Linked DNA regions of Oryctolagus cuniculus: region 1 is linked to region 2. Evidence: chromatin contacts called from public Micro-C data. All regions are on one chromosome and are shown on one strand. Each heading gives the region's core, a stretch centred on a gene start, on an enhancer-like site or on the middle of the called end of the contact. The rest is flanking DNA. Distances are from core to core; before and after follow the strand shown. Region 1 overlaps PLCG2 (phospholipase C gamma 2). Region 2 holds the start of PLCG2 (phospholipase C gamma 2).

Region 1 (2,756 bases), core at 174-2,673, 81 kb before region 2:
GCCTGGCGGGGCAGGCAGGTGGCCCTCTCCTGCACCGGCCTCCTCACCACCCGTCCCCGGCCATCACGGAGGTTCAGCCTTCTCAACAACCAACTCAATCCGACTGCACGCTGGGCGACACTAACCATGCAAGATGTGATAGTAGCACCTTTTTTTTTTTTTTTTTTTTTTTTTTTTTTTTTTTTTTTTTTGACAGGCAGAGTGGACAGTGAGAGAGAGAGAGAGAGAGAGAGAGAGAGAGAAAGGTCTTCCTTTTGCCATTGGTTCACCCTCCTATGGCCGCCATGGCTGGCGCTCTGCGGCCAGCGCACCGTGCTGATCCAAAGGCAGGAGCGAGGTGTATCTCCTGGTCTCCCATGGGATGCAGGGCCCAAGGACTTGGGCCATCCTCCACTGCACTCCCGGGCCACAGCAGAGAGCTGGCCTGGAAGAGGGGCAACCAGGACAGAATCTGGCGCCCCGACCGGGACTAGAACCCGGTGTGCCGGCACTGCTAGGTGGAGGATTAGCCTATTGAGCCACGGAGCCAGCCGACAGTAGCACCTTCTAACAGGTAGTCCCTAGCTGCGAGACAGATGAGCTAAACGACTGGAAAATGAGGAGACACACAGCCTGGGATGTACTTTAGATGGAGGCGGGGGGAGACACGTGGGTGTCTAGAAGGGAGGACGTAACACTGGCAAAGCCCCCTTGTTTCTGATCTGGGTCATGAGCCCAGGGCAGCGCCCAAGGCCGCTTGGTCTACTTCTGTGTGCCAGGGGCCTCTGCAAGTTTGTGCAAACAGCACCTTACAAAAACCTGCAATGCATTTCAAAGATGCCTGCACCCCGGAAGCTACCGTCTCCACCTCGCTCTCCCGTGAGCTTCCTGAAGCACCCTGGGGTGTGAGAAATGCTCTCCGAACTTAGATTTTGTGTGAAGAGGATGATATAAAGTCCACTTTTTTAAAAATCCAAAAAATTATATAAATGAGGGGAGAAATAAACAAGACTCTAAAGACATAAAAACGTGGTGTGTGTGTGTGTGCACGGGCGTGTGTGTGTGCACGTGTGTACACGTGTGTGCACATCTGTGAGTGACCACCCAGATAAACCCAGGTTCTCATGCACACAGATCTGTGCGGTCCTCTCTGCTCCCCTCAGGTCTGACACGCAGGGGCTCTCAACCCCACTTAAAGACGAAGAAACAGGGGCGCAGAGAAGCTAAGCTGCCTATTCATGGCTGCACAGCCAGAAAGAAAATCTCACTTTGACCTCCCTGCCGTGGGGACTCCCATCCCGAGGGGCTGGACACCTGTGCGCAGGGGACTGCCCTGTGCACACAGGGGGCTGGGCAGCACCACTCTCCTGCATCCCCGGGAGCCAGTAGTACAACCAGAGCATCCCTGGACACTGCCCAGAGTCCTCCGGGAGGGAAGCCACTCCCAGCATGCAGTGCCCTGGACTCTGCCACCCGCTCAGAGCCCAGGCACAAGCACAGTGCAGGCAGCATTGCTGGTTCTCTCCCAGAGGTCCTGCGGCTCCCACCAGTCATGGAAGGCTCCCTGGGGAGTGACACCCAAGAGCCTGGTGGGGGAGCTGCGGCCAGCCTGCAGCCCCTGTCCTCTACCCAGGCCTGCAGCCGTTTCTGAGTCCAGAGTTGAAGATGGCAAAGTGCGAGTGGTGGGGGACGCGGGCAGCGTGGGGTGAGGAGGAGGAGGCCCCGACGCAGGAAGCCGCCCAAGCCCTGCCCTCCCCAGCCCCCTGCACGTCTCTGACTCCGCCCTCTCACCTGCTGTTCATGCAAGAGAAACCTCTGGAAGTCGTGCAGGTGAACGGCAGAGGCGTCCGGCCGGTCGGTGTTCCTGCCCTCGGGGAAAGGGAGGCCATTCAGAGGGCGCCGTCCATCACCCCGGGGTGATGCTGGCCACCGGTCCCTCGGGTCCCCCGGCTGTGCCGGGCACCAGGCAGGCGCAGGCCTGGAACCCGCACTGAGCCGCTCCCAGGGGCGTCCTGTGCACTCTGAGGTCTGGGAAACCCCACATGTGTGTGGAAGAGAAGCCACGCACGGGGGACACGGGACAGGGAGACAGGCGACAGGGAACGGGGGCGGGAGGGTGGGGGGAATGCCTGGGGCAGGGCCGAGAGGGCCCAGACCCCTGGCTGGAGGCCCAGGACGGCTTGTGGAGCAAGAAGCAGTGAAACCCCAAGGACCGGGAGGGCCAGGGAGGCAGGCCAAGGGGACCCCAACTGCAAAGGGCTGTAGGGAAAGTGGGGAGGCAGGGACACGGCTGGCGCCTGCGCACAGTGCGGGAGCAGATGCTGCAGACACAGGGGCCTCCGTCCAGACCTGGCCAGGGCCCTCAGGGGCTCGGAAGCAGGGTGGGGAACACGTGAAGCCCCGGCCCCCTAGCCATGCTGCGGCATGAGAGCCACCAGCCAGGGACAGCAGAGGGCATCTCCCTAGATGGCAGGGAGCCCCCCCCCCCCCGCTCTGAATAAGGGCAGGGCCCCGGCCTGGGCCAGCAAGGAAGGGGTGCCGGCTGCACCCTACACCTGGCAGCTCCCTGGCTGGGACGGGACGGCACACCCCAGGGAGACGAGGGCACTCCTGGAGCCCGTGCAGAGGCGGGGGAATGGTCTCCCTAAAGAGTGCAGGAGGGAAACACGCCTCACGCCAGCCCCTCTGCCACCCAGGGGCCCGAGCGCAGCGTCTCGCACCCCAGTCTTTCTCGAGCCTTCCCTGTCCAGTCTCACAGTCTCCCGCCAACCTTTCAT
Region 2 (2,700 bases), core at 7-2,506:
CCGCTCCTCCGTGGGTCCAGGCGCGGCGGTCACTCCCACGGGGTGGGGAGGCAGAGGACTGCGTTCATGTGGGGTGAGGGGTGGGGCATAATGGCTGAGCTTTACCGGGTTCTCAATTAAGCGGGAGTTGTCCAAAGTTTTATCCCCAGCCATCTTCCACTAACGGGCCAGGGAGCGCCTGAGGGCGATGCGTGGGTCCACGCTGGCTGGGGAGCGGAAGGCCCTCGAGGAGCAGCCGCCCGAGCCTGGCTGCCCTGCCCGCAGCCGCCTGCCCAACTCTAACAGGGGAAACCGCCTACCGCAGCCGCCCCAGGGACGCCTAGACCAGCAGGCCGGGGTTCGGGTGCCCTTTTCACAGCCAGAAAGTGGGCTTTGGCGGCTGCAGTAGCCAGGGGGCGAGTGGGAGACGCCGGGATCAAGCCGCTGGGACCGAAATTCCCAGGAGGCTTGCCCCCTGCTTCTGGGCGCCGCGTCGACCCTCGCCCTCCCTAGGCCCTGGCCTAGCTCGAAAGCAGGGGGCTTCGCGGGCCCCAGCCCAGCCTCTACTCGAATCCACGTCTTTCCTTCGAATTAATTCCTCCGCCATGGGGGTACGGACCTCTTCGGGACTCCGAGGCACGGGAGCACTCCGAGGAGTGCGGGGAAAGAGACGCTCCCGGGGGCTGGCTGGGCCCTCCGTGGTACCTCCGCCCCCGGCCACCTGTGAAATACGGGGAAGTGCGGCCGCAGCGGCGGCGGGCTCCGGACAGGCGCGCTCCGGCCGCGGCGCCACCCCACGCGGGACCGCGCGGCCAGGACCTTTGGACCCGGCGTCCATGCGACCCCTGCCCCCAAGTCGAGCCGCTTCCTCCGGTTCCCACTCGAAGCACGGACCGGAGAAGTGGCGCCGGCCTCGGGTGAGGAAGTGGCCGTCGGCGGGGCCCGGATCCTCGCCAGTCGCCAGCCAGGCCCCAAGCACAGCAGGCCGGGGGCAGGGGGTCCCCGTCGGCGCGCGCTACCCCTGCAGGGGCGCAGGTCCCCGCTGGGCGCATCTCGCCCGACGCTACCGCCGCCGCAGCCGCCGCCGAGCGCAGGTCCCTGTGCGCCCGGCTGCGCTCCCGCTTGGCTAAACTACTCACCTGACCGCGCACCCGGGGCGCAGCCGTCCGCCCAGCCGAGGGTCCGGGGTCCGGGCTCCGGGCTCCGGGGTCCCGCGCAGCCTCCCGCGTCCGGGCTCCGGGCACTCCCTCGGCGCACGCTCTCCTCCGCCAGCACTCGCAACTTCTGCTTTGGCCGGGGCCCGGGGCCACGTGACTCCTCCCGGGCCACCCCCCGCGCCGGCCCGGCCCGCCTCTCCCGGCACCGCTACGGGGGCGGCCCAGGCCCGGCACCCAAGCTGAGGCTGCCGAAGGGGAAGCCAGCGGCCAGGTGGGAAGAGTAGAGCTTCCCGGACATCGCGGCTCTAGGCGAGCGCGCCTACTGGGTGCAGGTGTTGTGCGCGTGTGTGATTGACCCCAACTGGAAGTCGCTGAGGTCGCGTTGGGGTCAGAACGAAGCTCACCACCTTAGGGGGCCACTCTGCCCTCAGCCTCCGTGTTCGCAGATGCAGAAACATCGCCAAAACGGAATGAACCCGGACGGTGGCTCCCCAGTTTTTCCAATGAGAAGAACGTAGGTTTCAGGGTTGGTTTTTTGTTTCTTGGTTTTTTTGTTTTGTTTTTGTTTTTTGTTTTTTTTTTTTTTGAAATGCTACTTTGTCCCATTCTCTCGTTCATGAAATGGTTTTGTTAAAGCTCTTCCAGTGCATCTTTTAAACTCAAACCAGGTCTCCCACGTGGGTGCCAGGGCCCAACTGCTGCCTCCTCCTCGTTCGGCATTGAGGGGGAGGCTGGAATCGCCCCAGGCTCTCCAGTGCGGGTCTGGGGGTCTCAACCGCTCTGCCCGACGTCCTGCCTTTGTGCGCACCCATCTTCATGGGACCGAGGCGGCCTCTCCCCAAGAGCGCTTCAACGCCACAGCTACGTTGCTCCCCCTGGAAGCGCTGGGTCCAGAGCGCTGACTCCAAGACCTGCGGACCCATGTCCTTCATTGCTTCCTTCCCAGGTGTGTGCAGGGCCCAGTCGCCCCCCATCCGCTGATCTCCTGCTTTTTAAAGACGTCTTGGGAAGACCCGTTCTGCCATCGACGGCATGAAGCCATGGAGTGACTTTGCCAGGAGTAAGGCTAAGTGTGGGTGGGATTTCTTTGCCTTGATTTTTGTAGCTGTTTTTCAGAGCCTCCGTGTGGATTCATTTTAATCAATCCCCTCGGGGGCAGCTGCTGTGGTGCCGCCTGCAACACCGGCCTCCCCTCTGGGAGCTGCAGTTCAAGTCCCAGCTTCTCTGTTTCTGATCCAGCTCCCTGCTAAAGCCCCCGGGAGAGCAGCAGCAGAGGGCCAAGAGCCCCTGCCACCGATGTGCAAGACCCGCGTGGAGTTCCCCACCCCTAGCTTTGACCTGGCGCAGTTCCAGTTGTGGCAATTTGAAGAGTGACCTGCAGACTGAAGATAATTTTCTCTGTCTCCCTCTATCACTGTGGTTCAAATAAATTAATAGATCTAAGAAATAAAAGTAAATCATTTCAATTTTATTATTTGTAGTTGGGTTCGTGTTACAAAATTTCAGTAGCATATTAGGATAGCCATCTATATGATAGCACTTCAGAAATTTGTGAAAAGTAGAA

Evidence for each region. A called contact is a pair of places that touch in the nucleus more often than the background predicts.
Region 1: a contact with region 2 is called in a Micro-C map of ear pinna, with 6 times the contacts expected there. The contact joins the enhancer-like site here to the promoter of PLCG2 in region 2. A contact is called at or near these places in 2 of 6 Hi-C or Micro-C datasets (ear pinna and an unstated tissue).

The regions. Positions count from the first base shown.
Region 1 is chr18:63,928,153-63,930,908 of mOryCun1.1, reverse strand. It overlaps PLCG2 (phospholipase C gamma 2), which reads right to left. Exons shown (of 33, transcript XM_002711657.5): 9 at 1,771-1,843. Among named protein-coding and RNA genes, the nearest start is that of PLCG2, 81 kb to the right of the region's middle. Within about 2 kb of position 1,423, at least 2 of the 8 cell types and tissues checked have an H3K27ac peak or open chromatin away from gene starts, as enhancers often do.
Region 2 is chr18:63,846,794-63,849,493 of mOryCun1.1, reverse strand. PLCG2 (phospholipase C gamma 2) reads right to left here and starts at 1,256. Exons shown (of 33, transcript XM_002711657.5): 1 at 1,119-1,256. LOC103348533 (a long non-coding RNA gene) reads left to right here and starts at 1,302. Exons shown (of 4, transcript XR_011384125.1): 1 at 1,302-1,445; 2 at 1,583-1,650; 3 at 2,083-2,196; 4 at 2,376-2,607.